Regions from separate parts of the Anas platyrhynchos genome. Here region 1 is linked to region 2. Evidence: chromatin contacts called from public Hi-C data. All regions are on one chromosome and are shown on one strand. The core of a region is the stretch at or near the end of the contact, and the rest is flanking DNA. Distances in the headings are between cores, read along the strand shown.

Region 1 (4,244 bases), core at 1,141-3,640, 140 kb after region 2:
CACACTCTTTCAGATGAGGCCTCCCAGCAACTCCTTTTTTCTTGACAAGTGCACAGCTGGGCTATGAAGACGGGAGCTCTGCATCCCACCCCACAAGCAGCTCCTTGACTGAAGCAGCTGCAGGACCATCGCACCGGCTGCAGCGAGCTGCACGTCCCTGCCCAGCCTCCGGCACAGGGCACAGCAGGGAAGGATTTGTTGGCTGGGGAGCTCCTTCATATTTTTCTGACTGATTTCTTTAAATTGGTCTCGTTACTGAGCCCAGCGAGCAGACCTGCAATATTAATTACTGCTTTTTGTTTCAATATATTATTCTAATTTGCATACCACAGCAATGAGATTTTAATTAGATCTCAATGCTTTTATATGTACCTATCCACTTTTACCCCTATCTGCATCAAATAATTTCTACATGTTAAGTATTATTACCCCTATATTTTGAAGCAAAATAGCAACAGTCATTCAAAGAAAGGCAAAGAAAAACTGTGGCAGAGCTAGATCCCAGTACAGATATTGGCCACCTTCCCTTGCAATCAATACTAAATAAACCTGCAAAAAAGTGCATATATCCATAAAAATCAAATTTAGAAAAAGATGTTTTTAGTAGATCTGGTTTCAGAGAGTTGTGTTTTCTGTACCAAAAATGGAAGGTCATCCTGTACAAACTCAATATTTTTTCTGCTTCTGAATTTTGTTATCTTTTGCTGCGTATGTAAATGCAGTTGTTACATTAAGAATTTATGCAGATATTTTAGTTTTTACGGTAAGCTAATTTCCCTGTCTGTGTAATAGATGGAAGCCAACTAGCACTTCTTCCAGCCTGTATTGTTGCATTCTGATGTGCTGAGTTTTTTTTTTTTTCTCTCCACCCATAGGGTATTTTCCCATAGGAATTCCCATAAAGAATGTTTTTCCTTGCAGTGTCCTGGTCTCATAATTCTTGTCCCTTTCAATAAAGGGGATAATAAGGCACTTTTGCTCTGAAACTAGATCATCTATGAAGCAAAGTGCACTACCAAGGCCACACCCTAGCATTTGATAATTTGTTCTGTGACCTGTATTTGATCACATTTGGGACTTCGGTTTTTTGAAGGAAACACACCCAGATGGGGCATTAAATGAGAGGTCAAGCAGGTGATATCTCGGAGCTGTATCATTGCTGGACTGCCCCAGTGATTTACAATATTAACTATCTTGGATTTGATAGTGGCAAAAGTTACAAGACAGACTCCTTCCTATAAGGTAAGAACAAAGTCACCTTTGACACGGTACTCGTTTCAACTGTCTGTTAAGAGATCACCAGAAGCAAGAAAAAAGGAAATCCAAACCAACTGTCCATTTCATAGTCCAGTAAAATATTCTGTAACACACTAGGAAGAAAAATCGCCATTTCCCCACTTTCTTTATGATTTGGCCATACTGGAGCTACCACCTTCTAAGTCCAGAAAAAAAAACACTCTTCTCTTAAGATCTTTTATGTATATATATGAGAATGAATAAACTAAGAGATCTTCATGGAGATGGGAGTATCAGAAATGCTAACACACAGTGCATTTGAAAATATATAGAGAATATATATATATCAAATCTATTGCATAATTTTTCATATACTGATAAATTACATTCTGCTGTATCCTACCACATACTGTCAAGAAATTCATTCCCCCAGTGAATTGCATGCATCACTGTCACTAAGAATGTGTTTTTAAGTAGAATGTACAATACAATGCAGTAACTACGTGTATGAATGGGAATGCAAAAATCCTTCTGCCAAGTCAAATTTCACAAAAGAAAATGAAGGCATTCTTTTGGAACTTACCTGGAACACACAGATATTTAAAAAAAAAAAAAAAAAAAAAGAGAGAGAGGAAGAAAAAAAATGAGTGCTTTAGAGAGTATAAGATGTTGAAATCCTGGTTTTGCATCTCGTTGATATCACGTGCCCTTTCCAGCAGTAATCTTTTACCCTGGGAGACACTGACTCAGAGGGAAGCATGTCTATAACCAAACTGCCAACAACTGCTGCCGAAGCATGTGGTGTTACCCACACACACAACCATCGGATTAGGGGGGTTGCCGATCCATTTACTGACCAGCCTCAACCTTACTTACCTCGTGAATTGTGACAAAAATCACAGCCTGAGGTGATGTAGCTATGTAACTTGCGCATTATGCACCTTTCTTTAAGTGGAGTCATTAAAGTAAGAGTAAATGGAGTAACCTAATAATGAATACATCTTGCAGGGCCTGAAAAATGTGAAAACAAACAAACATTTCATAATACATATAAAAAGGCTTTTCAATTAACATCCTGTTTTGAATACATGGCTGATCCACAGCAGCCCCTGGCAACAGTCTGCCAACATCTCAGCACGGCATGCTTAGACACTCCTGGCAGTGCTTCCCTCCCTCTACACATCAACAACAAGCCTATTTATTATCCAGCCTGCCTGATCTACAGCCCAACGCAGCCAGAACCTGAAGCTATTTCCTTAAGATTGAATGAGTCAGGACATGAAAATGATTAATCAACATGAAGAGGTTTAAAGGCTGTGAGAAAACTGCTCTAAGTAAAACTGCTGTGAAGCAAGGGTTGCGTTTGGAAAGTTGGGGCTTTCCACAGGCCAACAGTACTAGGATGCTTTGTTATTTCTCTCTCAGTGTTGCGATGATAGCAATAGACAGACAGACAGAAGGACTATCGGTCTTTGATACTACATGCAGTCTGAGAGACCTACAGGTACAGTTTTATGACCTTTGGCAGGCAAACAGCCTTGCTGTGGTCCAGGCAGAAGGGAAACTGCATCAGCACCATGCCAGGACCAAGCTACCACACAGTGCCTCTGCTCAGGTTCAAAGTGGAAGCAAAGCAAACCCATGTCTACCTGAACTACTGACCTGGTGTGGAGGAAAACAGCATGTAATTACAATAAACGAGGAAGACTTTTTCTGCAGTAAAGAGGGGCCTTGCACCAGCCTCCATTGCCTAGCTTACAAGAAATAAAACAAAGGAAGCTGCTGCTACCTCACTCCCACACCTTCTGGAGGTGAAGTAAGGCCCAGCTTGGACAATAACAGAAAGCAAGGATGCTAGTTGCCATTCTAGTTGCTCATCCATGCAAATCATATAGCAGTAGGATACTAATTTTAAAGCATTAATGCTTTGAAAGAAGCCTGGCACTGAAGAGTTGGTAGATTTTAAAGTTTCTGTATCTTAAACAGCTACGATGCTGTGGAGCATTGTGTTATTTAAAGGGAAGAGAAAGAGGTGAACAAAGTCAACGGTTCTGAGGGCTGACATTCAGCTACTCACTCTACTGGGAAAACGTGGGTGAAACAAAGCAAAACACAGGCACAAGTAAATACAGCTGGAAAGTATTTGCTGTCCCTTAATTAAAAAAGAAAGGTCTCCTTTGCTACAGTAATATGTTTGCAGTAGTGAGAGTTCTTACTTAAAACCCCCTTCATTTATCTGTTGTGTATTTATCTATTTTGCAATACGCATTTGAATGTTGAAAACATTTACGTACGCATACACACACCTTATCCCATGGCAGTCTGTCTAGTTTTAAACAAAATGTATTGTTTCCAAATGCTGCTATTGCTATAGCTTTAAACAATGAGAGCTTCAGTACAGAGATTAATTATTGAAGGGACAGGGCAAAATAATCTTTTCCATGCTCCCTTATCACAGGGCTGCCAAACTACCTCTGGCTGAGTTCATTGTCCGCAAACATCATGTCTTCAAGTGCTGAGTAAACGACGGCGTTTGCAACTTTCACCAAGCTAGTAAGGTCCAAGATCTCCAACTCCCATCACATGAATATGAAAGGGCAACTAGGTGATAGCAATTTCTGTGTCCCCGTCACCTGGCAATAAGCAGCGATCGGAATGATTATAGTTTATTGTGTTTTGGCTGAGCGAAGTAAACAGTCACTGATAAGATTAGACTCCTGATTTAAACTTAGGAAAACAAAGCCTTTTCCTTGCCCCATCTTTCTTTACTTCTTCCTTGTGTCCTTCACATGGGTTAAACTGAATTACAGTTGTGCTGTTTATTCAGCAAATCTCTTTACAATTGCATTTGAAATTGCCAAGGCTCATCATCTTACACAGATTCAAAATACAGACTCCTACACCCGGTGCAGTCTCCCTCTTTACAGCTCTTAAAAGGTGGAGAAAATCAGGCTTAAAAGCAGATTGGAAGTATCAGTGGGTGTCTTAGAGCACACAACTCTTCATTC
Region 2 (3,910 bases), core at 567-3,066:
TGTTGATTCAGCAACCATATATTGACAAATACTGCTTCTACCCAAGCCTCAGAGACTAAATTTACACTAGTGCTAGTTTAGAAATCCCCAAGAATGTGCAACCTAAACTTCCAGGCCCACAACCAACGATCATTACTGGTAGTGGAACAACTAGCCTAGATATAACAACCAGGGGCAAGTGTTCATTCATGGGATTGAAAATAGGATCTGCAATCATTTAGGATAAAGTTACCATAGCTTGAAATGTAGCTCTCATTAATTCCAACTCCAAGCTATTGCTGGCAGGCTGGCTGTTCAATTGCTTTATACAAAAGAACCTCACGGTCATTGTTTACCTTCGTGAATCATGATGAGATCTAACAAAAAGTACTTCTTAGGCCCTATCGGGTTCAGCACTGAATGCCCTCTGAAGGCTTAGATATGCTCTCACGCTCAAGGATCAAGATACTATCGCTGTGAAAGGTTGGCAAAGTTTGCAGTATGCTGCGTGTTTGGGCAATATCTGAGTATTTCTGTTCCCAGGGCTGTCAATCTGACATCTAAGCAAGAAAACATATAAATCAAACCAATAATGTCAGCTCCACTGTCTAAAGTTTCAGAAGGCCAAAAGATTTTTTATAAGCTTTATTTACTATAACAGGGCAATGAAGATCTGGCAGTGACCAGGAAAATAATTCCTATGTAGTTAAGATACACCAGACCAGGAGGAAAAATGCAGTATTTAGCTAATGAGAACCAGTGTACAAATACTGATTCAAATACAATTATCTTTATACCAGTCTGTGAATACACTGGTGTCCAGACAAAGAAATTCCTTAAATATAACTGCATCTAGTCTTTCATGGGTTTTAAGTTAGATTCATGCAAAAGTGAGCATACAGAAATTCCTAGCTGGTTTTGAGCCGACTGTCCAACACAAGAGGAAAGAGTGCCATGACATTTGGAGCAATCATCTCCCAGAAGAGGTATAAAGTTGAGATCCAAATTCCTACAGCTGGTTTAAGAAAAGAGCCCTTGGAAGTTCTGCAAAGACATTATTGTTAGTGCTCTGGACAAATGTAAATGCATTGTCATTTCTACCAGCTGGGCAGCTAGTTTCTATGGAAAAGGACTGCAAACAGTGTGCATTCAGTGCCTAGGTGCCTATGCAACAATGCAATTGTCATACAAGAATTACAATACAGCTATAAAACGTCAGTTAAGTCAGGCAATCCCAATAGCAAATTCAAGCTGGGCAGCCGAAGCACCACTTGACACAGTACTTTATTCTGCTTCAAAGCTCCATTCTTTTCAAATTCTCTCTAACATGTCTAATGAAACAGGCAGTCTGATGTGCTCAGAAGGTCATCAGTTTCTACCCAGAGCACCTCCAAAATGTAACAGGGCCTTGATTCCATTGCCAGTGTAATTTTGTTCTTTTTACTGGGTCTCGATCAAGTTGCATTCATGAGAACTGCAGGCTAGGTCAACATGTACCTCGAGGCTGTCTGGATTCTGTTAAGCCAGGCTTTTTGACCAGATCCTCTTCTCCCCCTTTTTACAAAACACTCAGCAGAAAAATAAAATAAAATCTCTCTCTTCTGCAAAATTAAAATAATTAAAATAAATTCCTTTTATCTCTCTAATTAAGTACCATCCTGTATTTAGTCAGTTGACAGCACCAAAGAATGATTTTTCTGTATTCCACAATGTCATCCTCCCTGCCTGGATCTATTCAAAGCCTCTTGTACATATTTAATCACTCCTAGCCAGGCCTGGCTAATGAAATGCAGGGCCTTGCCCTGACCTGACCTTGCTATTTCTATTTTGGCTCAGCACATCCTCTGCTAGTTGGTTTAAAAAAAAAAAAAAAGTTGTTTCTCTTCTCTCTTGGACTTAAAGGTCCTGTTACTGGCAGGGGGTATGGTCAAGGACACTGCTGAATACAGAATGAATGACTGAATGATTGTGAACCCTGATTTGCAAAACTCCTGCAAGCCCAAAAAGGACCACAACAACTTAAGCACAAAGTTTTTTTTCCCCCTTTTTCTCTTTGGCTGGCAAGGACTGGTGGTCACTGTTCAACTACAGTGAATGGCTTATGGCTAGAAAATTCTGTAAGAAAAATGGGCAGCTCAAATTGTTTGCAGCAGTCTTTTATAAAGCACTGGTATTCATTCTATGGTTTTGGGCACTTATTGCAACTAGAGATGTTCTTGGTTTTCCCCTTCTGCCCTTTCTATTTGCCAATACTGCAATTTAAAATCTATTTTCCCTTTCTGAGAGCTCATAAAGAAGTGTGATCCCATTTATGACCACTTAGGAAACACTGGATATTGGGTTAGCCCATTTGTCACATGATGTTGGTTGTAGGAATTTATCAACATGCCAATCAGAAGTCAGAAATGTTTCCAGTGTACAACTGAACAACATTTACACGGTGATTCATGTGGTCTCTTTAAGCTGAGTTTGTTTTCGAATAGTTTATGATTTTGTTGGCCATGAGTTTTGGTGTTGTTTGACATACTTAGTTACTGGATGAACCATAAACCACATTTGAAGTCAGAAAGAGCATGGGATATCTTTCTATTCTTTGTGTGTAAGCAGTGCCTTACATTGTGGGGCTCTGGATACTGAATAGGGGTCACAGATGCTATTACCAAACAACCAACAACAGCACAAAGTTCTGTAGGTACTCTGGCTGTCAGAAAAAGCAGGCTCAGCAGCTCAATTCTTCGTTGTTCTTCCAATTATATATCAATGGAGTCATGCCAGAGGAAACAGCAGTAAATAAGACGAAGATGCCTTTAGCTAGCTATCCAAAAATAATGCCCTATGTCCCATGGGGCACTGTCAGCTATGGAACCAGGGACGTATATAACATTTCTAATGGCCAGAATCAGTTTAACAGGTCCTTATGAGCTCTTCTGCATGTACTGGTACTAAGATAACAAGAGTTAGATCTCCATTTATAAGTCTAGTCTTTTGTCAGCTCAACTAAAACAAACAGGTTCAAGTTGCAACATCCTGTTGAATAGAAGCAAGTAGGACTTCTAGGCACTGCTTGAAAGAAGAAATGTTAAAATCATGTTTGCAGTCAGCAGAGTCAAACAATACAGCTGTGTCACCTTCCTCCTAATGCTGTTTATCATGTTCTTTTGTAGTCTGGTTTTCTACACAGACAACGCTTTTGCAATCACATTCTGTATCCCAGTCTATATAACCTTTTCAGCCATTGATTGCTTTCAGCCAAGTCTGGAAAATAGCAGGGGTCCTCAAACATCTGTGAGGTCACAGAAATTGAGTGAAAATAGATGGCTGAGTAGAGAAGAAAAGAAAGTTCCTGTAGATGTTAGTAGACTGCCTGAAACCCAGAGAGAGGACTTCTCAGTATGACAAGTGCAGGAGAATTTGTAGATGTAGTCAACCAACCACAAAGTGCAGCTCCGTACAGATTTGTAACTTCCTTTAGTCGATGTCCTGTGGGGTTAGATGAGCAGCAGAACTAACACAGAAGTTGGCTTTCAGTTGGCCAACTGCTGGTGACCATAAGTTGTGAGATCAGCAGTAGTGAAACCTGACCATGGCCTTATGAGGCCCCAGTCAAACGTCTGCACCTGCTAGGCCTCACCCAGCAGGAGAGCTCCTTGGTGGCATGCACCAGGCAGCAAACACTACTTAGGCCAACTCTAATCAAGCACCAAACTGTCATTAAACCAAAGGCAAAGGCAACATTCAGCCACTTTTTTTTCCTCTCTGCCACTTTTCCAAGCAGATTTTTGACCTATCCCAGGACCCAGCACCACTGCAGTTGTACAAAATGGAGTCAAACACACAACACGTAGAAAAAGCACTCTCAGATTAACTGTGTCTTTTTTTTTTTTCTTTTTGGTGTGTATGTGCATTACACAGCCTGCTGCGGGCATTTTTG

Evidence for each region. A called contact is a pair of places that touch in the nucleus more often than the background predicts.
Region 1: a Hi-C map of subcutaneous adipose tissue shows a contact between it and region 2, with 2.6 times the contacts expected there. The contact joins two enhancer-like sites. A contact is called at or near these places in 2 of 8 Hi-C or Micro-C datasets (skeletal muscle and subcutaneous adipose tissue).

What each region holds. Positions count from the first base shown.
Region 1 is chr5:37,685,416-37,689,659 of IASCAAS_PekinDuck_T2T, forward strand. All of the region lies in intron 8 of RAD51B (RAD51 paralog B), which reads right to left. Among named protein-coding and RNA genes, the nearest start is that of TMEM229B, 180 kb to the right of the region's middle. Within about 2 kb of position 2,391, at least 2 of the 8 cell types and tissues checked have an H3K27ac peak or open chromatin away from gene starts, as enhancers often do. A contact at or near this core is called in subcutaneous adipose tissue, where this site is marked.
Region 2 is chr5:37,550,030-37,553,939 of IASCAAS_PekinDuck_T2T, forward strand. The region is part of intron 11 of RAD51B (RAD51 paralog B); the gene reads right to left. Among named protein-coding and RNA genes, the nearest start is that of ZFP36L1, 150 kb to the left of the region's middle. Within about 2 kb of position 1,817, at least 5 of the 8 cell types and tissues checked have an H3K27ac peak or open chromatin away from gene starts, as enhancers often do. A contact at or near this core is called in subcutaneous adipose tissue, where this site is marked.